Linked DNA regions of Mus musculus: all the other regions are linked to region 4. A link is a contact called in public Hi-C and promoter capture Hi-C data. All regions are on one chromosome and are shown on one strand. Each heading gives the region's core, a stretch centred on a gene start, on an enhancer-like site or on the middle of the called end of the contact. The rest is flanking DNA. Distances are from core to core; before and after follow the strand shown. Region 1 holds the start of Kcnj10 (potassium inwardly-rectifying channel, subfamily J, member 10). Region 2 holds the start of Ncstn (nicastrin). Region 3 holds the start of Pea15a (phosphoprotein enriched in astrocytes 15A). Region 4 holds the start of Dusp12 (dual specificity phosphatase 12). Region 5 holds the start of Dcaf8 (DDB1 and CUL4 associated factor 8). Region 6 holds the start of Pex19 (peroxisomal biogenesis factor 19).

The links. Promoter capture Hi-C pulls out the DNA fragments that hold promoters and counts their contacts. Hi-C and Micro-C count contacts between places; a contact is called where the count stands out from the background.
Region 1: a contact with region 4 is called in a promoter capture Hi-C map of pre-B cells, with 2.9 times the contacts expected there. The contact joins the promoter of Kcnj10 here to the promoter of Dusp12 in region 4. A contact is called at or near these places in 1 of 39 promoter capture datasets (pre-B cells) and 1 of 115 datasets of contacts at active chromatin or transcription factors (microglia).
Region 2: a contact with region 4 is called in a Hi-C map of rod photoreceptor, with 6 times the contacts expected there. The contact joins the promoter of Ncstn here to the promoter of Dusp12 in region 4. A contact is called at or near these places in 1 of 39 promoter capture datasets (pre-B cells), 6 of 484 Hi-C or Micro-C datasets (B cells, CD4 T cells, erythroblasts and 2 more) and 2 of 9 other capture datasets (adipose tissue and liver).
Region 3: a contact with region 4 is called in a promoter capture Hi-C map of pre-B cells, with 3 times the contacts expected there. The contact joins the promoter of Pea15a here to the promoter of Dusp12 in region 4. A contact is called at or near these places in 3 of 39 promoter capture datasets (liver and pre-B cells).
Region 5: a contact with region 4 is called in a promoter capture Hi-C map of liver, with 4 times the contacts expected there. The contact joins the promoter of Dcaf8 here to the promoter of Dusp12 in region 4. A contact is called at or near these places in 2 of 39 promoter capture datasets (both in liver) and 1 of 115 datasets of contacts at active chromatin or transcription factors (microglia).
Region 6: a contact with region 4 is called in a promoter capture Hi-C map of pre-B cells, with 4 times the contacts expected there. The contact joins the promoter of Pex19 here to the promoter of Dusp12 in region 4. A contact is called at or near these places in 3 of 39 promoter capture datasets (hippocampal neurons, liver and pre-B cells).

Annotation. Positions count from the first base shown.
Region 1 is chr1:172,339,908-172,344,334 of GRCm38.p6, forward strand. Kcnj10 (potassium inwardly-rectifying channel, subfamily J, member 10) reads left to right here and starts at 1,303. Exons shown (of 2, transcript NM_001039484.1): 1 at 1,303-1,544.
Region 2 is chr1:172,080,590-172,084,855 of GRCm38.p6, forward strand. Ncstn (nicastrin) reads right to left here and starts at 2,160. Exons shown (of 17, transcript NM_021607.3): 1 at 2,012-2,160; 2 at 623-727. The coding sequence starts at 2,093. It overlaps Copa (coatomer protein complex subunit alpha), which reads left to right and starts at 1,940. Exons shown (of 33, transcript NM_009938.4): 1 at 1,940-2,360. The coding sequence starts at 2,321.
Region 3 is chr1:172,205,551-172,209,822 of GRCm38.p6, forward strand. Pea15a (phosphoprotein enriched in astrocytes 15A) reads right to left here and starts at 1,254. Exons shown (of 4, transcript NM_011063.3): 1 at 1,047-1,254. Gm17224 (a long non-coding RNA gene) reads left to right here and starts at 1,433. Exons shown (of 5, transcript XR_865735.3): 1 at 1,433-3,704; 2 at 4,080-4,272.
Region 4 is chr1:170,883,858-170,888,257 of GRCm38.p6, forward strand. Dusp12 (dual specificity phosphatase 12) reads right to left here and starts at 1,683. Exons shown (of 6, transcript NM_023173.2): 1 at 1,210-1,683. The coding sequence starts at 1,550.
Region 5 is chr1:172,145,584-172,150,174 of GRCm38.p6, forward strand. It overlaps Dcaf8 (DDB1 and CUL4 associated factor 8), which reads left to right and starts at 2,432. Exons shown (of 14, transcript NM_001357204.1): 1 at 2,432-2,755; 2 at 3,666-3,738.
Region 6 is chr1:172,124,445-172,128,895 of GRCm38.p6, forward strand. It overlaps Pex19 (peroxisomal biogenesis factor 19), which reads left to right and starts at 2,311. Exons shown (of 8, transcript NM_023041.3): 1 at 2,311-2,404; 2 at 4,187-4,296. The coding sequence starts at 2,335.

The DNA of each region.
Region 1 (4,427 bases), core at 53-2,552, 1.5 Mb after region 4:
TCCCTCTCTCCTTCTTCCTTCCTTCCTTCCTTCCTTCCTTCCTTCCTTCCTTCCTTCCTTCCTTCCTTCCTTCCTTCCTTCCTTCCTTCCTTTCCTTCCTCCCTTCTTCTCTCCCTCCCTCTCTTTCTCCCTCCCTCCTCCCCCCTCCCATTCTTCTTTCTGTGCTGGTGATGAATGGAACCCAAGACAAGCATTCTACCTCTCAGCTACAACACCCTCAGCCCCAAAGAGGCCTTTTCAAAAGGCACATGTATTCTTCATCTTATGCATTTTGAGAGTTTTAAGCTAAACTAAAATATATATAGTTTCCCTGCTTTCAATCCTGAATTTATATTAACACAGTAAGTAAAGCAGTCTATTGATATGTAGTTCAATGTCTGTTATGAATAAAAGTGGGACGTCTTTATTTTCTTCTTTAGTGTATGCCATGCATCAGATAGAGGGTACAAATCACTCAAAACAGATCAGATAATGAGAGTACATAGTGGATGGGAAGAGTTTGACGCTATTTCCTAAGCTGATGTGTCTGTGTTCCCACAGGACTTCACAATGGCAGTTCCTCTGTCATCAGTATTCTTTCTGCCATCTCCTTGGACCTGGGCCTCCTGCATTCCTAGAACCTACGTAGACGTTATCTCTTTCCTCGAACATTTGTGGGGAACCCCCTAAATAGTGACCCTTCCTTCTTCTTCCACAGCTTTGGATGTCTCCCACACTTTGCACCGTACTGCGGCTTATTTTTCCTTGCAGGAGAAGTTGCTGCAGATGGAGATGATGTTTGGTCCTCTTTTGCACCCCACGCCGCACTCTCTACACAGGGAACAGCGAATAACTTGGAAATTGTACAGGATGCCAGAGCCCTGTAGCCCCAGGAACCCAGGCCAAGTCTGCCACAGTCTCGGTCCCAGTCGCAGCCCGTCCTGAATTCATTTCCACCTCATTAACTGGGGCCCAGTCCCGCCCCCGCGGCCCTCGTCCTGGTTCCTCCATTCTGACACGGCCGCCTCACTTTTCTTCTTTCTCTTCCCCCCTGTCATCTTGCCAGCTCGGCTTCTATCGCTACGCGTATCGTCTCTTCATCTCTCTTTCTCCGGGACTCTGTCTGGGTCTCTGTTCTTCGAGTGTTTCTGCACCCTAGTCCGTCTGGGTTTGCGCTTCCTATCCCCTAAGCCCCGCCCCTTGCCTTGCCCAAATCTCTCCAATCCCCAGGCGCTGATCTGGCGCTCCGATCTGCCATTGGCCGGCTCCAAGCTCCCCCCTCTGCCTCCGCCCTCCCGACCCCCGCCGGGCCCCTCCATTCACACAAAGTTTGGCTTCGGCACTGCAGAGGGAGGGGGCGGCCCGGCCCGGCCCAACTCTGCCCCCGGCCGGCCCGACCCCGGCCCCGGCCCCCGGACAAACCCTTATCTGATTCCAGCTCCGGGTTTAAGAGTCTTGGCCCTGCCTGTCGCACAGCTCCGCTCGCCGCTCCTGCCCGCCCCGTCTGTTCATCTGTCCCGCTGCCCCGCGATTTATCAGAGCAGCCACTTCACCTTCGAGCCAAGGTAAGACTCTGGCCCTGATAAAGGAGTGCTGGGTCCTATCCACTTATCCATCGGATCCCCCTAACCCTTTGGTCCCTACGGAAGCTGGTTGTACCCTATCAGTACAATCCGGGTCTCCCTCCTTCAGTCTTGGCAGTTCCAAGTGGACTTTCCTGGGAAGGGCCCCTCATCAAGAGTACTTTACTCAGGTTATTCACCTCGGGTCTTCCATCTAAGAAAGGGGCTTCCATGATATCCCCTCCTCATGACACTTGGCAGACCTGCAGTTGCATGGGGCTCATCCGGTTACTAGAGTAATTAATTACCACACATAAGCCTGCACCCACCCACACAGGAATAGAGACACTGCCCCTTGCTCCCAGTAGAGATAAGTTACTCCTGATTCCAGCCCTTCCCCCTTGCAGTGACATTCACACAGTGACACTCATTGACGGTCTTCTGAGCACCAGTTTGTTTACACATGGGGAGAAAGACAAGCACTAGATTAGAAGACGCAGTCACCCTGATGTGCCTGGGACCCTCTTCATTTCCTTCTGGGTTCCCACTTTGAGACCCCCTCCCTACCGACATCCCTCAATCCTTGAAATTGCCTCACAAGGACAATCTCAGAAGAAGATGTTTCTTCTGGAGCAGGGTAGATTAGTGCCTATGAATTCATCCTTTAGGGATCCCCTCTCCCACTCTCTGTCTTGCCCCATCAGGGACTGACCAAGGGCAGTCATGTTAGGATGGAACTGATTCTAGGGAGGAGACCCGAGGCCCAGAATGGCCAGAAGGACAAACCTGGGAAAGAAAAAATTTAGGGGTAGGACTTCTGGTATCTCGGGATTTCATTTCAGTAACTGAAGTGCCCTGGGCAGACTGAGGCTGACGGAGAGAGGCGAGGGTGCACAGAAATAAAGACAGATTTGGATCCAAGGGAAGGCAAAGCTTAAAGCCTGCTTAGGTTGCGTATCGATACAAATTCTGATGAGAGGTTTCTGGCCAGAGAGCCCTTGCTGTGGTGTTTGAAATGTTTTTCTCCCTATGGGACAGGCGGCTTTAGGTAGTCCAAGAGGACAGGAGATGGTAAAAGACGCCTTGGGAGCCTCCTGTTTGGGGTTACATGGAAGGCACAGAGTGGGCATGGAGAGACTGGCGCCATGAGCCGGCAGTTACCATGAGCTCAATCGAGTTTCATCTTGAACACTTTTCCCTGATCTCCAAGGAGTTTTGAATATGTTCCTGGAATGATGGAGATTCTAGCCTCTGCCAAAGTGCAGGGTTTGTCAGGTCCCCGGGGGGGTAGACTGAGTATGGGGACCAAGTCTAGAAGGAACCAGGTGTCCTGGCTCCTAGCTGGTTCTTCAGGGAGGAGGAAAAGGGGAAGAGGGGGCAGGGAAGGCACTGTGCCAGGGAGAGGGTCCAGGGCTGGACTGCAGAGGCAGTAGGCTTGACCCAGGCGGTGCCAACCCCTTCACCACCCTCCCGGTCTTTAGTGTTGGTGGCAAGGGAGGAAAGAAAGGAGGGGGGGTTAGGGGGTGATCTGGGCCAGTCCAGCCTCCCAAAGCCCTTGCCAACCTGGGTCCTGAAAGGACCTGCTGTTTTCTGAGCCATCCCCCCAGCCCCCAGCCAGAGCCCAGAGCAGCCAAGTTGTCTCAGTGGATATCAGATGGCAATGACTCCACTGGCTGGGGGTGATGGGGGGGGCGATGGGCCCATTCCTTGTGTAGCTCTAAAGCAGGATCCAACTGATTTCCCTTGCCTTGGGGGCATGGATAGCATCTCTCCAGCATGTGCCCATATACCTTGGGGGGGGGGGAGCATATATTTATGTGGGAGCTACGTGAGTGACATTTCCCAAATTCTCTCTACGGCCCCCTGTACTCTATCTGCATGCGCTCATTTGTACTCCAGCGTTGCTGGCTTGGGCCTGAAGGAAAGTGACTGGCAGAAGACCCAGGTACCTTCCTCTCCCTCTTACCCCTAGGGACCAGGGAGGCTGGGATCTGTATGACGTTCTTCTCCTTTGTGCTGGGACTGGTGGGATAAAAGTTTCAAAGGTTTTGGTAGGTGGGTTGTGTAGCCAGGTCCATTTCCATGAAGGAGATCTTCGGGCATCCTAGGCTGGATTTGTGTAGACAAGATGCAAAGATGGGTTGAGGGCCGAAGCACTGATGACGAGGGAAAGTGATATGAGTCCCTAAATTTTCCTGCAAAAATATTTTTTAGGGATGAGAGGAAAACAGAACAAAACAAAAAATCCAAACAACAACGAAAACCTTCATTCCCCTACCCTTCTCCGGCCTAGATTCTTCCATTGCCTGACTGGTGCTACTGTCCGGGCTGGGGCCAAGCTGTCCAGGACGGTAGTGAGGCCCTGGAAGGGGCAGAGAGAAAGACTAGCATGAGGCACCCCATTGGGATGAAGCTGCAGGAAGACTGGCCAGAAAGGGGAGTTGTGGACTCCAAATATCTTAGCACAGAATCAAGGTCAGTTGCCTAGATCCACTCCCGAGAATGGGGAACTTTTGCATTCATCTCTCCACCTCAGTCCAAGGCCAAGGGATATTTTCTCCCCCGTTGGAGACTAGTGCCCATGTTGTACCATTCTTCATAGAGAGAGTACGTCCTGGGTGGCCCCTCTCCACCCTTCCCCCATCAGAACCTTGAAAGGGCAAAGAGAAAAGGATTGTGGGAGCAACCCTCCTGTGGGTGTCTGCCAGCCTGGAGCCCAGGATTTGAGGTGGTGGGGAGGGGAGGGGCTGTCTCTGGAATGTGGGAGAGAGGTCAGAGCTGAGCTGTGTGGTCTGCAGGAGAAGCTTGGAGAAGTGGGGGCTCCAGGAGACTGGATTAATACATGGTACTTCTGCAGGTCTTCCAGTAACAAACAAAACAAGCAAG
Region 2 (4,266 bases), core at 910-3,409, 1.2 Mb after region 4:
ATTTTCTCAATTAGTGATCAAGGGGGAAAGGCCCCTTGTGGGTGGGACCATCTCTGCGCTGACAGTCTTGGGTTCTATAAGAGAGCAGGCTGAGCAAGCCAGGGGAAGCAATCCAGTAAGTAACAATCCTCCATTGCCTCTGCATCAGCTCCTGCTTCCTGACCTGCTTGAGTTCCAGTCCTGACTTCCTTTGGTGATGAACAGCAATGTGGAAAGTGTAAGCTGAATAAACCCTTTCCTCCCCAACTTGCTTCTTGGTCATGATGTTTTGTCCAGGAATAGAAACCCTGACAAAGACAAGATCCTAGTTTGATTTCTTACTAGCATGATCCTGCTGGGAAAGTTAATCCATTTTTCTCAAGTTTTAGTTTCATCATTTGTACAGTGTTAATAACAAGGATTGTTGCAGAGGCAAAAATAAAATGCACACTTTAAAAGAGCATTTACTAAGTTTCAGCTCTTATTAATTATCTTGCCTGGTTTGACAGATGATAATCACCTTCTATACATACACTGTAATTTGAATGCCAAGACTCCTAAGCAGGATATGAGTATTTCTGAGTATCCAGGATACAAACTGAATTATTAATGACCACAAATACAAATTCCAATTCCAACTTACACTGGCAGCCAATCTGATGAGTGGCGTTGAGCAGGCGGACACAAGGAGCTGTTTTATTTAAGGGAATGTAGATTTTCCTCTCCACTGAGTTTCCCCCACACAATCCTGATCAGAAGATAAACAGTATTAGGAAAAAGTGAAAGATAATTTGGTATTAGCCTCTATCATCATCAGCTCGATTCATGGTTTCAGTAAAGCATTCACGATCATACTGTCTAACACAAGATTAATGATCATTCTTTTCACTTCTTGGCCACATTATTGGAACATAAGTATTGTAAAGAGGACCTAGCTGTGTATTTTAGAAAGTTATTAGACTCCATGATGATCGATTAATTATAAAGCTAAAAGGTGATTGTCAAAAGTCTTTGACTTCAGATGTGCCGGCGTCAAGTTTCAGGGCTAAACAAGTCTGCTTCTTTTAGCTTGCCTGTACATTACTAATTAGTTATCAAAAGAGCTCTGGTCTAAGAATATAGATTGCCAAAACCAAACAAAGAAAAGCACTAACAACAAAAACCACCTAAGAATCTGAACAGACCTAGGAGAAGAAACGTTATGCCACACACCTGGTCAGTTAATGAAATATCAGACCATTTGCCCACACACCTAGAGTATGGGACAGCTACAGTTCCTCCCTTGAAGCTAATCAAAAGCAATGTGAATGTTGAGAAAGACGGAGTCATGGCTATACAAGGAAATGGCTGCATTTCAGGGCTTACCTAGAAAGATATATATATATATCTTTGCTTAACTCTTAGTTGAACACACTATAAATAATTACAGGTGTGTTACTGATTGTACTTCATAATTTAAAGATCACTAAATAGACATTAGATTGGAAAAAAAGAAAATATTCATATACATTAAACGTCTAAGATTCCTTGAATCATTACTTCCCTCTTAACAGTTTAAAGCAGCTAAGCTAACGTTAGCCTCACTTTAGTAAGCTAAGAAAACAAGGAACACAAATTTAGGCTAGAACCAACAGGAGGAAACGGGGGCTCTCATTTTTTCAACGTCGCACAAAGACCACGAAACGAGACTGTTTTGATCTCAAACATACTAAACCGGAGGAAGGGGGCTGAGCTTTTCACACCTGTCCCTTTTGATGGCTGATGGGGTGGCTGGGCTTTAAACAGAGAACGAGGCATGCGAGAAAGGTTGAAGAGAATCAGGCTGGAAACCCAGAAAAGGGCTGGAGAGAACTAAGGAAATGCAGGTCCAGGCAAAGGAGGAACTTATGTCATGGGAACGAAAGACAAGAAGGATTTCCAGGGCGGGGGACAGAGGGGCAATCGGAACCAGAAGGGCATTGCCTGCACTAGCGATGGGCCGTTCCGGACGGCTCCTCTTAAAGACCAGAGCTCCGGGGTGGGGTGACCTCACCTGCCAGTACCACGGAAAAAGACAGAAGAAGAAGACCCCGACTTCCTGGGTCAGGCCCAGAGCCGCCCCTAGTCGTAGCCATCTTGCCTCTCCGCTGGGCGGAAGCCTCAGGTCCCTTCCAGACTCGTAGCGGCCTCTCTAGGCTTCCGCTAGCATCGTCTCTGTGGCCCAGCGCTCCAGAGACCGGAAGTCCTTGTCCGAGGAGCTTCCGGGAGCCGCGACCCGGGAGTAGCTGACGTGGAAGCCTTGGGAGTGCCACCGGGAGCGGCGGGACCCGCTAACCTGACCTAGGAGCCCGAGGCCTGAAGGATGCTAACCAAATTCGAGACGAAGAGCGCGCGGGTCAAAGGTAGTGGAGAAGAAACGGGAACAGCGGAGGTTGGGTGTTGGGGGTAGTGGTGCTGTCACTAAGGCAGGACTCGCTGACCGCGTCGGGCCTCCTGGAAGAACCCGGAGGAATAACCGAGGGAGCGGCTTAGGGTTAGTGGAGTAGTCTGCAGTCCGTGCTGCTTCGTATGTCCTGGAACTTATCGTGTCGTGGCTCGTTAACCTTAGGCCGGCTCCCTACTCCTTCCAGCCACCTCTTCTGGGGGGGTGTGCCAGCCCTTTCTGTTCTTAAGGCCTTATGACTTGGATGCTTTCTGATAACCAGGTTGTATGGAGTGTTTCTGGGGTTTGAGTCTCAGCTTCTGTCACTGGCTACTCCAGTAGCCCGTCTGCTCCATTTCCATGTCCAGTGCTTCCGCTGGACTATTTATTTATTTATTTATTTTTGGCCTATTTGGAGTGAGAGAATGGAGGCCTACTGCCCCACCAGGTCCCGAGCCTGGGTAAGATTGTCCGGTGAAATACAGATGCTTTGTGTTAGATTTGAATACCAGGTAAACAGCTAAATTTTTGGTGATAAGTCTTGAAAGACAAAGGCCTGAGATCACACTCTTTGAAAATGTCGATATTAGAAAAATTAAGTCTATGGAAATCTGATAAAAAATATATCTGGACTATTTCATGATATGCATTATAGTGAAGTGGTTCAGAATTTGTTTATTGGAGTCAGTCAGACTTGCTTAGGAATTCTGAAACGTCTACTAACAAGCCGCCTTAAGGTGTCTCCTTACTATCTCTAAATCTCTATATTCTTATCTTTAAAAATAAGGATAGTTAACACTTTCTTATAAAGAGAATTAAAATGAGAAAGTACATTAACTGTGTTTATAATAGTGCCTGGCAAGACTTAGTAATTCAGAAACTGGAGGTTCTTTAATGGAGGCTATATTCTGGGCAGTTTCTAAGTGTCATGGGAAATTTGATTATAAAGGGTGCCAGTAAGAATTCTTAGTACCACCAGGGTTACATAGAGAGACCTTATCTCGAAATGGCAAAAAAAGAAGAAGAGAAAAGAATTATCATGTGTGGTGCCAGTCATGGTGGCTTTAATTGCAGCACTCAGGAGCCAGATGCAGGTGGATCTCTGTGAGTTGGAGGCTAGCCTGGTCAACGTATCGAGCGGCAGGCCAATCAAAGCTACACTGAGACACACTGAGATCCTATTCTAAAAAAAAAGGTTCTAGGGCTGAAGAGTTGGCCCAATTAAGATTTACTGTCTGTTCAGAGGACATGAGTTTGGTTCCCCATTCAGCAGCTCACATCCACCTGTAATTCCAGCTCCAGGTGACCTGACCCCTCTTCTGGGCTCTGTGGGCACCTGAACTCACCTGTGCATGTACTTAATAAAAAGAACAAACACAAACGAGTCTCTGGTATTTGAGTAGTTGAAATGAGTCTTCATTTTCTATGAGCTCTTTTCAGATTTCTTCTTGTGCACTAGAAAGGCATTAGGGAAATCAGTATTTGAGAGTTCATTAAGATCGCTGAATCAGTTAAGAGGGCATACTGTCCGCACAGTATGTCGTTCCCATCACTCATGACATGTGGTTCACAACTGCCCGCTCCACGGGACGGTGTTAAAGAGTCTACCGTAAAAATAAAAGAAACATCATGCAAAATAGTGCCTTCATTAACTTGCTATGAGAGTATATTCATATAATATTTTTACAACTAAGGACTAGCTACCAGAGTTGGATGTGGTGACTCACTCCTGTAATCCCAGCACATGGGAGACTAAGGCAAGATGGTTGCTGCAAGTTTGAGACCAACCTAGACAACAATGTGAGGCCATGTTGTGAAAAGCCCAAGCATTCCTGGTGTGGTGGCACAGAGGCAGGCAGATATCTGAGTTTGAGACCAGCCTACAC
Region 3 (4,272 bases), core at 4-2,503, 1.3 Mb after region 4:
CTCTCCCTGTCTTCTCACACATTCCTCTCATTCTCTCTCCCCCTGACTTGGGTTCCATCCTTGGCTGACTCATTCTTTTCACCCTCTCCCTGGCTTCTACTCCTTCCTCCATCCTTTGGCCATATTGATGTCCAGGCTCTAGCCACTCCCAGGTACCCTATGCTCTAAACTGGCAGTCAGCAACAAAGGTCACAAGAAGCCCCTCACCCAGGTAAGAGCACAGGCTCACCAGTCCTTGAGGTATTGCCCACTAAAACTGTAAAATCTGGGTGTGTTTGTGGACAGTGGTCCTTTCCACCCACTACTGAACATTCGTGTTAAGACTGATGCTGGTCAAGGAGACTCCACATGGGAGGTAACAAACGGGTTGTGGTGGGTGGGTGGATGCCTAGTGCAGGGGTGTTGTGATTTGGTTTGTATGAGAGGATGTGTGTAAGTCACATGGGTGTGTGTCACTGTGTGGTTGGCTGTCTTTTTTTTTTTCTTAAAGGTGTGTTTCTGTCCCTGTCGGTTTTGACAAGGATTGTTTTAAAAATTAGTGTCTTTATATTGGCTACATCATTCCTATGTATCCCCAGCCCCTTTCCTCTGGGCAAGCTTCCACCAATCCCACTCTCCTCAGATGCAGTAAACTGGGTGTGAGAGTACCCAGACCAGTTGCCTGCTGCCGGAGGAACTGAAGCAGGGCTGAGCTGAGCCTGGACGCCTGCAGAGGCGAGTCCGAAGCTAAAGCGAGGAGGGAGGGGCGGGAGCTGGCCTGGCTCGGCCGGCTGGGCGGGAAGCAGGCTACATCCTAATCCCCAGGCCCCGTCGGACTCCCAAACTGCTGTTCAGCACGGAATGGGCGGATGAAGCCACGCTGCCTGTGACACTCTCCAGTCTCTGGATGCATGGACAGAGAAGGACCCCATGGAGCCTGACACCGTGGACCTGTCTGAATCCTCAAGCTCCCCTATTTGTCCCCTGCGTCCGGGATCGTGACCCTCCAAACCCAGATCCCCAATCTACCTCCTCCCCACGACACATCTTCCCTCTGCCCCTCTCACCGCCTCCGGAGCTGAGAGCTCAGGGTGCGGGCACTCCCGGGTCCCCGGTTCCTAAGCAGCGTCTGGAGCCTGCTCCTTGGCTCCTGCCACCGCTGCCGCCGATCCTGCCGCCGCCGCCTCTTCCGCCCGTGGAGCAGAGCTTGAGCCCAGCACCGCCTCACCCCACCCGACTGGCCGGTGATGTCAGAGCCGGGGAGGGGCGGGGGGCGGGGAGCGGGGAGGAAAGGGGGAGGGGAAGCAGGAGGGGACAGGGACTGGGGACTGGGGTTCTGGAAGGCTCCTAGGATGGGGGCAGGACTGGGATGGAATATGGACTCTTCCCCTTAAACTGTGAGAAGATCCTCGTTTTTTTCCTAATGGGTCACTTTCCTGCCCTCTGACCTTTGGTTGGTCACGATGGCCAGGACCCCTGGAAGGCAGATCAATTTGGATTGGGGGATTTGGAAGACCTATGGCCTCTGGGTTCTCTTAGCTACTTCGCTTTGGTATTTAGAAATCCTATTTCCTAGCCTTATAGATCAGAGACTCAGTAGGAAACGGTCAAGTTTATCCACGCTAGGAATAAAAATGGGACAGGGGCAGGCAGCAACAGGGAAATCTCTTTTACTTGGCCCGGGGCCATGAGCTCTTGTGTATAATAGCAGCTGGACCCCTGAGCACCTCCTGCCTTTCCCAAATATACCCCCACACACGCACCCCCACACCCCCACACACTATGATGTAATTTTATTTTCTGGAGGAAAAAAGCCATGAGCTCAGCATGCAAATATAGACAACAAAGCCACACTTAGCTGTCTCCTAGCTCTGTCCTTCTGCCTAGGCCCAGTGTGATAATTCTCACTTCCCCTACACCTCAGGGACTTTCCTCCTCCAGAGGCTCACTCAGCCGGGCTGAAAGAGGGAGGAGGGAGGAGGGAGAATTGGAGAAGCATCCGATTTTCACCCTACCTCCATGAGGGGCGTCAGCTCAGCTCTGCAAGTGCCTGACCCTGAGAACGGCTTCAATGTTTGCACACCACCAGGAACACCCCATTTTGCCTTCAGGTCCAGCTGATCAGAGACCCTTCCAGAAGCCTAAGATGAGCCCCTTCTTCTGGGAGGAGCAGGTCCTGGTCCTGTGCCTTAGGTTTCATATATAGTTCTTCTCTTTGCTCCTCTTACCCCCAGCCCCACCCCCACCCCCCACATGGCTGCCCATTGCTCCTTTGAGGGTAACTAATATACCCTCAGAAGTTGCTTTTGTTTCTGAGTCGCTGTAGGGTCGGAATCTATCATGTTGACCCATCTTTGAGACACAGAGTGACTGTACACTTTTGCATAGACATACCACATTTACATGAGACAAATGAGGCAGAGCAAAACACAGAGAATGTGGACTTTATACTTATTCTGTTTCCATAGACAAATTAAGTCCATAAAGTTGAGGATACCAGTCTCACTTCATAGGGTTCTTCTGAGAATCAGGAATAATAAAGTTTTTAGGGACTGGTACCAGATAGGTGCAAAAAAAAAAAATCAAAGACATGTAGTCTAGTATCTTTTGATCTATATGAAGTGAATCCCATAATATTTTTATGATGTAACCTAATACCCAATTACCTATTAGTTATCCATTACATGTGATTAGGTCGATTAGATATCTGGTTTCTGCTTTATATACTTCTGTCGCTTTCCCTAAGAATACTTCCTGGATTTGACTGTGGAGAGTGACAACTTTTCTAATCTTAGGACTCATTTTTCTATACTTAGACATCCAATAACTTTGCTCTGCCTTAACAAAAACTAGTAGCATGCATAATATGGTGATATACCACCGTAAGACTTAGAATGTTGAGGCAGGATTATTCCCATCTTCGGCTACATAGTGATACCCTATCCATAAACAACAACAAAGGATGTTTCCTTATTTAGAAGCTTATTCGGGAGTTTGGTCCTTTCATGCTCCCATCTTGTATATGTTTACTCCCACCTGAGCCTGTCCTGCGGAGTACGGGTGCGCACGAGTCCTTTTTATAGAAGCCCAATAGATCTAAGTCTAGGGGATACTCTTGGTTCCAATAGCAATGCCCTCTCATTACGACAACCACTACACAGGCCAGATCCTCCCAAACTTACTCTGATCAAAACAGTTTCTGAAACGGGGTTCCTTGCCTCTGCTTTTACATGACCCCTCCTCCCTAAGTCTATCCTGGCTTTTGCTACCAGATGAAATTTTGTCTTTCCCCAGTTCATAGGATTCAGTTCAGACATCTCTACAGAACAACCCCATTATGCTTACCCAACCTCGTGGCCACAACTTGAATTTCTCTTTACTTTTCAGACCTCTGGTGGGACTAACACACCTTGCTAATGCTTTTGAGGTTTGTTTCTTTGTTTTTGTTTGCTTTGACTGGGATGTCCCTGTCCTAATTCCTTTGCCTCCATTCAAAGCCCATTCTTCAATTGAAGGTCTGGAGAAGGTTTGTTTCCATTGTGGAAGTCACCGAGCCCATCTTCTTGTTGTTGTTTTGTTGTTGATGTGTTTTTTGTTGTTTGTTTATTCTCTAAGACAGGTTTCCTCTGTATAGCCCTGGTGTCCTGGAAGTCGATCTGTAGACAGGGTTGGCTTCCAATTCAGAGAGATCTGCCTGCTCTGCCTCCGGAGTGTTGGGATTAAAGGTGTGCATCACCTCAAACAGACTCCCAAGCCCATCCTCCCTCTCTTCTAGCTTGGTTTTTTTTTTTTTTCATCCTTTCTTAAACAGATATAGGACAGTTCTTTATGTCCCAGGCCTTATGAAAATAGAGAGAAAGTCTGGGTACCTGTCCTCAGGACTCAGTTCAGCAGCTGTGTAAAGATCGGTAACAGTGCACTAAGTTCAAGAATGAGGTCCTCAGGGCGGGCAGTGGGAGCACTGGACGAGACTGCAGGACCATCAGAGTCTGGGGAGACCTCACTAAGGACAGTGGACTCAGTCCTGATGCTCCAATAAAGAGCGGCTGGGAATCAATCACACACTGCTAGGTTATTCTTCGCTTGTCTTGACTTTTCAGGCAGACGAGTCAGCTCAAGAGCAGGGACAGGCCTGGCACACTCTGTTCTTCCAGAGCCCAACAGCAGCAGTGCACAAATGCCATGTGTTCAGAAAAGGCTTGTTGACTCGGGGTGGATACTGCCTGGGGAGAGAGCCCCCAACCCTGCTCATCAGCCCTCTAACTCACTCCTAACAAGGCACAGCACCCACAG
Region 4 (4,400 bases), core at 433-2,932:
TGGTTTGTTTTTGTTTCCGAGGCAGGGTTTCTCTGTATAGCCCTGGCTGTCCTGGAACTCACTTTGTAGACCAGGCTGGCCTCGAACTCAGAAGTCCGCCTGCCTCTGCCTCTGCCTCCCCAGTGCTGGGATTAAAGGCGTGCGCCACCACCGCCCAGCCTCAATCACTTTTCTATACAACTGTCCAGTCTTAATTATTCCAAGAATGTGAACCGTTTTTGTCTTAGTCAGGGTTTCTATTCCTGCACAAACATCATGACCAAGAAGCAAGTTGGGGAGGAAAGGGTTTATTCAGCTTACACTTCCATGCTGCTGTTCATCACCAAGGAAGTCGGGACTGGAACCCAAGCAGGTCAGGAAGCAGGAGCTGATGCAGAGGCCATGGAGGGATGTTCCTTACTGGCTTGCTTTCCCTGGCTTGCTTTCTTATAGAACCCAAGACTACCAGCCCAGGTGGGTGGGACCTTGATCACTAATTGAGAAAATGCCCCACAGCTGGATCTCATGGAGGCACTTCCCCAACTGAAGCTCCTTTCTCTGTGATAACTCCAGCCTGTATCAAGTTGACTCACAAAACCAGTCAGTACAGTTTTCCTTTGGTCCGTGAATGTTTCTCTAAACTTGCCCGTCACGTATAACTTTGATTAAAAATCCTCCAGCATGGTTTCACACTCAAGGTGTGCAGCCCTCTGGACAGAAGCAGGTGGACATCTGTGCTTTTTGAAGCCAGCCTGCTCTACATAGCGAGTTCCAGGCCTGCCAGATCTATACAGTAAGACCCAGTCTCAAAAAACAAAAAGTCACATGTTTTTCCCTTGTTAATCACAGTGGCCTTTAGGGCGAGGAAGTATCACGTATTTTCACCCCAATACATCTGACCTGTATTACATTCGCCGGCTTGAGTGTCTGACTTCTCTTACAAATCTGATAAACTTTAACCTAACCCCCAAAATATAGACAAGCAGATAGAACGATGGACGAATGGACGGATAGATGGATGCACAGACAGACAGACAGTTGCTGCAAGATGAAATCAAACAAAACACTAACCAAGGGCGGGTTTTGGAACCCTCATTGGAACCACACACCCCAAGGGAAGATGAGGAACGAGGGTCTTGGCTCTGACAGCCTGGAACCTCCACTTTTGGGCGCCTCTGCAGAGAGGCGAGACCCGGTGCAAGGCACCGCCCCCCTGCACGTGGCACTCACCAGTGCACCAACACCGCGCGGCCTTCGGAGCGAGCCTGGCCGATGAAGGCCACGCAGCGATCCAGGTGGCTGAGCAGGTCGGTCTCGGGTTTGTCCAGCGCCGGCACGAAGAGGCTCCGGAGACCTTCGAACCCAGCCCCAGCCGGGAAAGCCGGTTCAGAGTCCACCGTCAGCACGGCGGTGATGCCCGCCTCCCTCAGATGGCCCGGTTCCGCCACTGCCGCTGCCCCACCCAGATACAGCCCGGGCCGCACTTCCACGGCGTGCCCTGCCGAGCTGGCGGGACTGGCAGTCGGAGCCTGGCGCTCGCAGCCATGGTTAGAACCCTGCGCTTCCAACATGGCAGAGCCAGGAAGCCAGGCAGCCGCTGCCCGCCACCAAGTCACCGGCTAGAGTGACTGACTCCTGTGTCGGAATAGCTCCAGCCGCTCAGCAGCGCCGTGGGAGGACCATGGCAATAGGGAAAATGACTGCTTCTGGGGAAGGTGATGTGAGCCGTGCTCGGGCTGTGTGCTTAAATAAGCTCCATTTAGAGCAGCTTTTCCACCCAACCTTCTAAAGTCCAAGGCAGAAAAATAAAGTCTCCATTCATCCGTTGCTGGTAGGACCACAAACTTGTACAGTCACTATGGAAATCAGCTTGGAGGTTCCTCAGGAAAATGGGAATCTATCTCAAGATCCAGCAAAGCCACTCTTCCTACCATTTGAGACATTTGCCCAACCATGTTGCCTATTGATGCCTCATAATAGCCAGAAATTGGAAACAACCTAGATGTACAACAGAAGACTGAATAAAGAAAATGTGGTACATTCACACAATAAGGTATTACTCAGCCATTTTAAAAAAAAAAAATAAAATTTGCAGATAAATGGATGAAACTCGGGAAAAAAAAATCATTCTGAGTGAGGTAACCCAGACCCTGAAAGACAAATCTGGTATGTATAAGCTTATATGTGGATATTAGCTGTGATAACTGATGTGTTAAAATAGAGGCTCGAGTCTGAACACAGTACACTGGGCCCAAACAGTTCCACGTGTAAGAATTTTATTGGGGGATGGGAGGGAGGTGGCGGCAGAAAGAGAAGTGAGGGAGGGAGGGAGAGGGAGAGATGGGGGCAGCTCTGGAGTGGGATGTTCTTCTTGAGGCTTTTGGGGTAGAGAGGGAAGAGCTTAGGCGGAGGGTAGGACTTTGTTGAGATATTTAGGGATGCTGTATAATAAAGCGTTTACTTATCTAAGCCTAAGTTACCGTGCTGTTGTAGCTGATCTGCCTTCTGTGATCCTCTGAGGCCAGAAACTACAGTTTCTGGCAACTAGCACCTCTTCTTCAAGCCACAAGAGAGATAGATAGATATGTCTATCTCAGCAGGAACTGCTGGGCTCTAACTTTCAGCCTGCTAGTCCGGTCTCAGGAAGAGAAGACACTTAGATAAATAATTATAGAGTTTATTACCAAGTTGTAAAAAGTTTCCTATGAAAGCTATCTAAGGGGAAAAGCAGAAAGATCCTGAGTGGGTAAAGGGAAAAATTCTCTAAGTGGGGAAAGGGAAAAGAATCTAGTCTAAGTGGGGAAAGGCAAAAAAGTCTCCTCTATTGATCTTAGCTCTCCATTGATCTTAGTTCTCTATGATTCTTTCGTGTCTCTTTGTCCTTGGTACTTATACGTCTTCCAGAATACATGATCACATGTTACAAGTTCATCACAAGTTCACACAAAAAATCAAATCATAAATTGAAATAGAAGTTTACAGCAGAGAATGTTTACATGCATATCCATTAGGAGTGATTATCTAGCTAAACATCGATCACCTGTCTCAGCTCCACAGGTTCACTGAAGGTTTAAATCCATAAGTTATAAAGTGAAGGTTTGTATAGATAAGCCCAGTTGGTATTTTATCTTCTGTCCTAGCACCTACAATAAATTGTTAGTTGCCTTTTAATGACCTTTGGTTAATTGTTTTACAACCTCTTGGAATGTGCTCTGAGTAGGAGAAGGTCTGGTTACCATCTAAGAGCAATTAACTGGTGATACTTGGGAGAATGACAGATTTCTCATTGCAGCTTTGACTATCAGAAAAGGACCTAACAGCAGTCCTGTTATAAAAGAGCTTAATAATCAGATATAATTTTAGGAATTCCTATAGGATCATCATGAAGACTTAAGTTATCTATTTGTCTATATAGCAACACGACAAGATCTTCATGGATCTGCAGAGATCTGCTCCAAAAGGGTGTGCTACTACTTAGTGATTGTTATATATATTTAATAGTAACAGAAAAAGCATATTAACAGGAAAAGCATATTAATAGCAGGAATCTTTCCTAAAATTAGTCCCTCACAGCCTTGCTTAATGAGGGCTCACCTGTTGCAGATTATATAATAATCCAAAGCAGGCCACTTCAGGATGATCATCTGCTTCCTATTATGGCTCCTGACAGAGTGGGGGGGGGAGAGAGAGGGAGAGAGAGGGAGAGAGAGAGAGAGAGAGAGAGAGAGAGAGAGAGAGAGAGAGAGAGAGAGAGAGAGAGAGAGAGAGGTGTTCCCTTTATTTATATGGAAAACGATGAAACACAGGTAAAAGTGGGAGATGAGCCAAGTAGATTCTGGGAATATGGTGCCTGTTGTCTTGGCAACATGTCTGCAGGTCACCCTGTCACCTATGTGATGTCATAGGTTTGGAGGTCCTGATGCCAACAATAACCAAGCTACAATCCACAGAATCAACTGAGCTTTAGTGTAGAGTAGGGGACAAGAGAGGAAAGACAGCTCTCCCTAGGAAAGGGAAATAGAAGAGTAGTTATGATGGGTTGGGGGTTGACTAGAACAGAAAGATCAAATGGGGAAGGGAAGAGAAAAGCAGGGAGAGATATAAAAGTAAATTTTATATGAGTGGGGTGGCATGAAAACCTAATGCAGTAGAGCTTCCTAAAATGTATATGTCTATGAAAGCAATCTAAATGAAATGTCCAAATAATGGGGGACACAGATTCCCAACTGGACATCTCTTGTCACCAAATGAAGCTTTTAGTGCCAGGACTGGGTTACATCTAATTGAGTTGTCAGTCAATGGGGTCTCATGGAAATCCCCAAACAATTCAAGCTGTTGCCAAGACTATAGGTTGCTCTCACCAACTGATGGCAGGGCTCCATTGCTGAAGACACCATCTACATATCGCACTGAACATGGAG
Region 5 (4,591 bases), core at 1,182-3,681, 1.3 Mb after region 4:
GACATAGTGGCACATGCCCGACCCTCGGGAGATGGAGGCAGCAGTTTCAGAAGTGAATTTGAAGCTATTCTGAGCTACTCTCGTTCCTGTCTCAAAACACCTGGGAGGAGGGGAATGGTATTGGTATGGGGTAGAGTTGAGGAGTCTGTACTTAGTACCTTAACCTTCTGGTTAAAAGAAAGAGAGGCCGAAGACGTAGTTTGGTTGTTAGGGTACTTGTTCAACATGCCCAAAAGCCCCGTGGCTCCACCTCCAGCACTGCATAAACCAGCAATGGCGATGCTTCCCTGTAATCCCGGCTCTGGAGGTAGAGGCGGGATACAGCCTGGGATGCAGGAGACCCACCTAAAACATCTTCAACAACCTTGGTGTTCTGAGTCACACCAAAGGAAACAGCGCAGGATGAAACTTGGCCTTGCAGGCATCAGGAAGAGTCAGCCTCTGTGGACTGAGTACTGAACATCTGCCCAAAAGTATGTTTACTGATTGTTACACAAGTTGTTCTTTTTTTTTTCCGGGGCAGGGGGGAATAAATTCCTTTATACTAAAGACCCTAAAAAGCTCTATGTTTCCTGAAGAAAACCACCCTACAACTCTAGTCCTTACTGTGTACTGTTTGCAATCCTCGATAATGCAAGGTATTGCAGGTGTGCCAGGACCATCTTGTGACCCAGAAGTCACTGAAAGACTGTAAAGCTCCTTCAGAAGAACAACCCCATAGATGAGAGAAAGCACCTCGGTTTTCTATAAGGATCTTTTTCAAGGTCAAATTACTTCCAAAAAAGCCGGGAAGTGGTGGCGCACGCCTTTAGTCTTGGCACTTGGGAAGCAGAGGCAGGCAGATTTTTGAGTTCAAGGCCAGTCTGGTCTACAAAGTGAGTTCCAGGACAGCCAGGGCAAGGAAACCCTGTCTGGAAAAACAAACAAAACAAAACAAAAACATTACTTCCAGGAAAAAAAACTCTTCATTCTGATGTCTACCCTAAACAGTGAAAAACAATTATTTTATTCTACTGCCTACCCTGGATATAATGATCCTACTAGATTTTTCTGCTACAAATAAGAATGCTCCAGCCTGCTAGCTAGGAGTAATCTGGAATCCTAGAATCCTGGTTAGGTTTCCTTTAGGTGTCAGCAGAAAGTAGTGTACAGAGGTTACCTAAAACCAGCAACCTGCAGAGTTATGTGGCGTATCCATGTTTTAGCTGTATTTTCACAACAGCTAAATTATGAATAAACCTAGATATTTATCAACAGATGAATGAATTAAAGAAAATATAGAATATATACACAATAGGATCCATCAACTATGAAGAATGAAATAGTATTTGCAGATTATAAACAACATAAGTTAGACTCAGAAAGACAAATATGGCATGTCCTCTCCCATATGCAGAATCTGGATTTAAGTTCATGTATACATATGTCTATTAATTACACACACGTATTCATATTTAACAACAAAGTAGACAGGAGACTGAGAGGCAAGGAAGAGATATAAAGAGAGTTGAAGGAAAGCTAAGAAAAGAGAATGGAGTATACACTAGTCACAAAACTTAGTGGTAGTTATTGGAGGAAGGTAACCAAGAAGGGGAAAATGAGTGGGAAGGGGGCCATGAAGAAACAGGCATGACACATACATATGAAAATGCCACATGGAAACCTATTGCGTGTGTGTGTGTGTGTGTGTGTGTGTGTTGGGGATCGGGGAAGGACTTATTCTAGCCCCGAACTTACTATCCGTTGTTCTAGGTTGACCTCCAACTTGTGTATATCCTGTCTCAGCCTCCTGAGTGCTAGTTTGTAACCTGTTAGTTTGTATGCTCATTTAAAAAATTAAACTCTGCAGCGTTGAGCGCCTTTAATCCTAATCCCAGCGCCTGAGAGGCAGAGGCAGGTGGGTGATCTCTGTGAGATCTACAGTTCCAGGACAGCCCGGGTAGAAAGATCCTGTTTCAAATGAATAAATAAATCCTGTTTCTAAGCCGTGTCACTCCCACCCCCAGGTGTGGGGATCAAACTTTTAAAACTTTTAGACCCTTAGGAAGCATTCCAACATCCCCAAACCTTAGTGACTCTTTTAAACAAATGGACAAATGGGTGCTGGCAGAAGGCCTCTTAAGAAGCCATTGAAGGAAATGCAGCTTTGAGCCTGAAAGGAGAAAGGGGTTTTTCTTTAAACAAGGAAACAAACAAACAAAAAAATATGGCAAGAATTAGAACCTCAGGCCTGGAGGACACCTAGAAGTTTGCCTGCCAGAGCCTTTGGAATGAGGTTCATTTTCCGGCACAACTCCAAGGAGCCCCTAGATCGCATGTGTTTTGAATACCAGGAGACAAGCCATCACTCTCAAAGTACGAAAACAACTTGACTCCTCCGCCCCGCGCACGCGCCCCTCGCGGCTTCGGTTGGCCCGAGGCTCCGCCCCTTGTGCGGCCACCGGGAGGGTTGGGAGCCCAGAGCTCGCGGGACCGCTCTCGCTCAGTCTCCTCCAGCACAGCGTCGCAAACCCCGCCGGAAAGCGTGACGGCGCAGGCGCAGGCGCGGAGACCCGAGACGGTGGTGGTGGCTGCCGCTGGCCAGTGTAAGATGGCGGCGGCGTTGGTGGCGGCAGTGGACGGGGCGGCTGGGCCTGGAACAGTCGGAGCATCCGCTGGCAGAAGGATGACCCTAGATGGGAAGCGGGCTGCCGGGCCTCGCCAGCTCCCGTGCTTGTAACTGCCCCAGCCGGACGCCCTCCCCTTGACCTACCGGGTCCGTGTTTCGTCCGGCTCGGCCTGTTCCCCCCTCTCCCTGACCGCTTCCCCGCAGGACAGGCCCGATCCCTTTCCTAAAACTCCCGGACTTTAAGTCTTACTCCCCTCCTCCGAGTCGGTGCTGGGAGGACTCGTCCTCTGCCCGGGTCGGTCCACGGGGTTGCCCCCTAGGGCCAACCCCATGACTCACAGGGGCTTCTCGTTCGTCCGGTGACCCATTCGTAAACTCTCATTTCTCCCTTTATAATTTGGGGACCCGGCTCTGTTGGCGTCTCCTAGTCACTTCAGGGCCACCGCGCAGTGTGCCCCCTTCCCCCATCCCAAGATCTCAGGCCCAGCACCTCGTACGGAAGGCCGAGGTCCAAGAAACTGGCAGTCTGTTCTTGAATGCTTTGTGATCTAGTTCTCTTAATGTACTTCCCCTCCCCGTGTCCCGAAATCTTTTAGGACACCTTAGAACGGTCCCGCTTGGTCCTTATTAGTTGGAAAGCATCTGGCGGCTTGAATTTCTGACTCATGATTGTTGGTGTAGTCTGTAAACAAACCCGCACTAGAGCGATCACATTCTCCCGCGGATTCTCCCCTCCCCCCCCCTGCTCCGGAGTTTGCTTGAGACGGGTGGTTTGGTTTAAGAGTTGAAAAGATACAGGTTTTCCTCATAAGTGACTCTTTAGCCTTGGTGGAGCTGGGAGATAACTTTGCCTGGCGTTTAAATCTTGTGTTAATCCTTTGTGTTTCCATTACGGGCATGGGTTTTGTTCAGTAGTCAGAATTGAGTTAGGTAAGTTGTTTTGGTTTTAAATAGTTGTGAGGAGACTTTAAAAAAAAAAACATTAAAGTGTGGTCATAAATATTTTGGCTACTTTCAGAAGAGACGCCTTTGCCATGTAAACTTTCACTTTTCTCAGTTCTTCAGCGAACCTCCAGACCAGTTTTCTCAGGATCTTGGGCCTGACTTCGGTCGGCGATAAAAGCAGGAAGGTGAGTGGCATTGAAGGCGTTTAATTCCTCAATTCAAGACCCTTTCCTCATGCGAAAGTGCAGACCGCTAAACTCAACAATTGTTACCCCTGTTTCCGCAAGTTTGGATATTGTTAGCAGCTTTGTTACAATTTTGGTTAAATTTCTTACAAATTTAATTGGCTGTATTTTGACCTGCTGCCCGACACTGTTGTTGTGTGTCTTCAAATGGCTTAAGCGTCGAGTGAGCAGTCTGCACCTCGTTTTCTATTCCCCCGTTATTTATTTGCATTGTGTTTTGTCTTCCCGTGGATCTTGTCTTAGACTGTTAAAACATAGAGAACTGGGTTGCCTGAATTCTGTTTAGCCTTTTGTCAAGTCAGATCTGTTCTCCCAAACCCAGAACTTATCATCCATGCCATCTGGAGAGTAATTAACCACTCCTGACTAAAAGCTAGGATCGAAGAGTGAGCCTCCATTTAGTTGGTATCTAAGTCCAGTTAGCCTCAGAGGCACAACTTTTCAAAAGGTAGTGGGATTTCTTTTCTTTCTTTCTTCCTTTCTCTCTCTCTCTCTCCCTTCCTTCCTTTTCTTTTCTTTTCTTTTCTTTTCTTTTCTTTTCTTTTCTTTTCTTTCTTTCTTAAAAGCAGTTCCTTTTGTAGCTAACTTGCAGATTATTGGTCAGTAGAAGAATCATGTGCTTTCAGCAACAAGGAGAGGGAGCCGGAACACAGTTGTCAGTATGGTTCCTACAAGGCTTGTAGATTGCTCGTAGCAGAGGGTAGGACTGTGCTTGAGACTGGCAAGACTTAGTAGAGAAGCCCCCTGACTCTTTAAGGTAGGTTTGACCAATCCTAGTACCTTTGGGATTTGT
Region 6 (4,451 bases), core at 1,061-3,560, 1.2 Mb after region 4:
TGTCTTCAGACACTCAAGAAGAGGGAGTCAGATCTCGTTATGAGCCACCATGTGGTTGCTGGGATTTGAACTCAGGACCTTTGGAAGAGCAATCAGTCGGTGCTCTTAACACTGAGCCATCTCACCAGCCCCTTTCTTTTTTCAACTGATAATATATCCGTGAAGTTCAGACACCAGTCTTTAGACCTTTACTGTCAGGCCAGTGACATGGCGTAGGAAGTAAGGGCACTTGGAGGTCATGACTGACAACCTGAGTTTGATCATGGAGATCCGCATGGTGGGAGGAGAGAACTTGCTCCCCAGGGCAGCACATGACCTCCACACAAGCATCATCGTGTGTAGGCACCATTCCACCTATACACTCACAATTACTGCCCAGTGGTGGTGGCACACGCCTTTAATCCCAGCGCTAGGGAGGCAGAGGCCAACTGATGTCTGAGTATGAGGCAGCCTGGTCTACAGAATGAGTTCTAGGACAACCAGGGCTACACAGAGAAACCCTGTCTCAGAGGAAAAAAAATCAAAACAAACCCAAAAAACTAACTGCCTTGTGTATCTTTTTCCTGAGCCACTCAGTTCCTATTAGTTTTCCCCAAACAGGTAACTACTTACCAGTTTCCTTATGGCCTTCAAAAAGTATATATTTATAAGTATATCACTGTGTTTTTCCCCACCTTCCTTTTATACATGGCAGGAACATAATCTTTTTTTTTTTTTAATTCAAGACATTTTAAAGTTTTATATGTGTGTTGTGTGTTTAGGTTTTCCTCATAGTATCTGGGTTATTTATGCTGATTATCAGCATTGCTGCAATGAGTAAACTGGAACATACATTGTGTGTGTGTGTGGGGGGGGGGGAGTGTGCCTGACTGAGGAGGAAAAGCTGCTCCAAAGAGCACAGGACTTTAGTGTTTTCAGATTTAAGAGTTGCTTTCTTAAATATAATCCTCAAACTAAGACTGCTTTCTCAAAAATGTGTATATTACGGGAATATTTTCTTAAGTTTTATACATTCTTCCTTCAAGGTCAGGCAAGAATCTGGCACAGCAATTCACAGCCATAATTCGGATTCTTGGAAGGTTAAAGCAGAACAATTGGCTAAAGAGCAAGATGCTGTCTCAAAAAAAAAAAAAAAAGATATCATGGTGGTTAAAGAGATGGCTTAGCTGTTTAGAGCAAAGACTGTTCTTGCAGAGGACTCAGGTTAGTTCCCAGCACCCACATCTGGTGGCTGCCAACCACCTATTGCTCTAGCTCCAAAGGGATTTGCCACTTCTTGCCAGCTGAATAGAAAAGAGAGACAGGTGTGGTGGTACACGCATTTAATGCCACCACCCTCGAGGCAGAGTCAAGAGTATTTTTTTCGTTCAAGGCCAGCCTGGTCTACAGAGTTCCAGGAAAGCCAAGGCTACATACAGAACATTCTCGATAAAACAAAAACAAGACAATCCCCCCAACACACAAAGAAAACTGAAAGAAATGATTCAAAGAAAGAATGCTTGTTTTTTAATCTGCTTAAGTAACATCTGTGTTTCCAATTCTATCTCCAGTCAACCTCTACAGGTAGGACCATCCCTGATCCACTTGTAGATTTCACTGTGCTCAGCACGATTGTATACAACAGTAGATGCTCATTATACGCTAAAAATAAATTGGATGATCTTTGTTTATCTGTTTTGTGTATATGTCAAGGAGCATATTCGGAGGTCAGAGCCAGCACATGATAGACATCTCTCCTACCACGTGTGCTTTGAGGATGAAACCAAGGTTGCTTCAATTTGGCAATCCTGTCTCAAGCGAAAAATTGCTCGTTTAATAGCTTCGTATTTTAGCTGAGCCCTGTGCTGTAATCTCTGTCCTTGGGAGGTGGAGACAGTAGGATTAGAAAACCCTGCCTGAAAACAAAACCCAGATTAAAGATTCCAGGTTAAAGATGGGGCAAGCAAAACGCAATAAACCCTCCCACCCCTTCTGACCCGCCCCCACAATACAGCTGGGCCTCATGGGTCAAGTAGTTTGGAAGTGGAGACGGGGAAGGGAGACCCCGATTTCTGGACCAGCTTGAGCAATCTATCTAGTTCAAGGCAAACCGCTGTGGCTCTGTAGCTCCAGTAGCCGAGTGCTTGCTTAATACGTGCAAGAACCTAGGTTTGAGGCCCAACCCAAGAAAAAAAACAAAAACAAAAACAAACCCAGTCTCCTGTCCCTTTAAAAATGGCGGTCCTGCACGGTAGAACGATATTATTGGCTGCTCAAGTCATGGGGGCGGGGTTGGGGCGGGGCATGTGGTGGCGCCAGTGGTTCCACCTCCTACGGCAAGTCGGAGGCAGTAAGATGGCGGCTGCTGAGGAAGGTTGCGGTGTTGGGGTCGAAGACGACCGGGAACTGGAGGAGCTTCTGGAAAGTAAGAGTGCACGATGGGAAAGACCAGAAGTATCGGGGAGAGGATCCATCGTGGGGGTTAGAGGAACTTGAGGTTTCTGAGCGGGGCGGGAGAATCTCTTCAGTGGTCAGCGGGGGAGGTGGTCTGAGTTCGACCCCGGCCCTCTTTATTAGCTGGCTGTGTCCAAACCGCACATCTCCCTGCGAAGGGGAACACTAACCGTAAAGAGCTGTTTCACGAGCCCCTTACAAACTTCTCTTGCTTTCGATTGTCGGATTGTTGTTGAGGCAAGGCTCTCTCACTCGGTATCCCAGGCTGATCTGGAACTCGCGGCAGTCTTTCAGCCTCCGCCACTGGGAGTACAGAGATCACAGGCTGGACCCACCAGGATCGCCTTCTGTAAATTATTAAAATCGCCTCTCCTTTCAGTAGCAGGATTCACAGAACAAAATAATCTTTAAGCTCCAAAGGTCCATATGTCCATGATAGTATCTTTCTTAACCCGAAACGCCTTTTTACCGCACAGTCTTTCCTCATTCTTTTACCAGACCCTTAGTTCTTTCGTGCGAGTAGTCAAAGAAGTCTCCTTTTAAAATTAGTGTGATGTTGAGAGACTGTCTCGTGTAGTTTTAGGCTGACCTCACACTCATTGAGTACTGTAGAGTGGCCCTGAACTTGTGATTTTTCCAGTCCCTTCCTCCGCATTCTCGCATGGCACCACAATGCCTGACATCCCTTATTTATCCTTTGGAGAAAACAAAGTGAGCCAGCCCCAGGGGAAAAGGTCTCCTCTTCCTGAAAAGATGGTGGACCTTCATCTCTTTCTTGGCCTTGCACTCCACTCCCGTTTCCTGCGCCAGTGAGGCCAGTGCCCTTTCCCTAGTCCTGGCAGGCAGAGTGATGGTGACAACACAGGCTTTTCAGGGCAGAGGTGAACCTTTTATCTCTTGCTCAGTCACAGCGATATAAGCAGGTAGAAAATGAACAGATGAAGTGAGGAGTGCCCAGTGACTGGCCTGGCCCAGGCTTACTGCATATGAGGCCAAGGAGGCTATAGGTGCCTGTTAAGGGCGATCTAAATTGGAGCATTATTTAAGAGTTAATACCTTCTTGTCGAATGTATCCTAGTAGTCAGAACGGTGGAAAGCCGGGTGGTATATTCTGTGCTTCCTCAACAGACGATATTAGCTAAGGCCTCAGAGTGAATTCCAAGAAATAAGGCTCTCTCTCCCCTCTTCTTCATGTTAGATGAAATGTGTAGGTTTTTGTTTGTTTGGTTGGTTGGTTTGGTTTTTCAAGGCAGGGTTTCTCTGTGTAGCCTTGGCTGTCCTGGAACTCACTCTGTAGACCAGGCTGGCCTCGAACTCAGAAATCTGCCTGCCTCTGCCTCCTGAGTGCTGGGATTAAAGGCGTGCGCCACCACGACCCAGCAGGGTTTTTTTTTTTTTTTAAGGGAATTTTATAGTGTGCATATAGAGATTTCTTTGCACAGCTTTTATTTAATTCTCTCCTCCTAATTCTGAGATGAACACTGGTTCTGTGTAAAAGGGTTTCCTTCCCAACTGGTCACAACAAACTAGATGGTTCTCAAGGAAGGTGGGAAGCCTATTGGCCAGTAGTCCAGGCAGAAGAGACACCAGAAAAAGAGAGAGAAGTCCAGGAAAGCCAGCACTTTGTATCATTATTTTCCTAAGAGTTTGTTTCAAATCACACGGCTGTCTAGCCCTTTCCACCCTCAACATCGCCACCACGTCCGTCTCTTGTCTCCGAAGGTGCTCTTGATGATTTCTCTTGTCTCCGAAGGTGCTCTTGATGATTTCGACAAAGCCAAACCCTCCCCAGAACATGCTCCGACCATCTCGGCTCCCGACGCTTCAGGACCCCAGAAGAGAGCGCCAGGAGATACTGCCAAAGTATCAATTCCCCCACTTAAGGGAGAGGGAGGATGGCCATGCAGCTCAGAGCAGGGATGGGGGGCCCTCTGGGCCAGAGGGGTGGCTGAGAGGGTGCCTTTGCCTCACACTGCTGAGTGTTCTTCCAGGCCTCAGTTCCTATGAAACGAGGACCT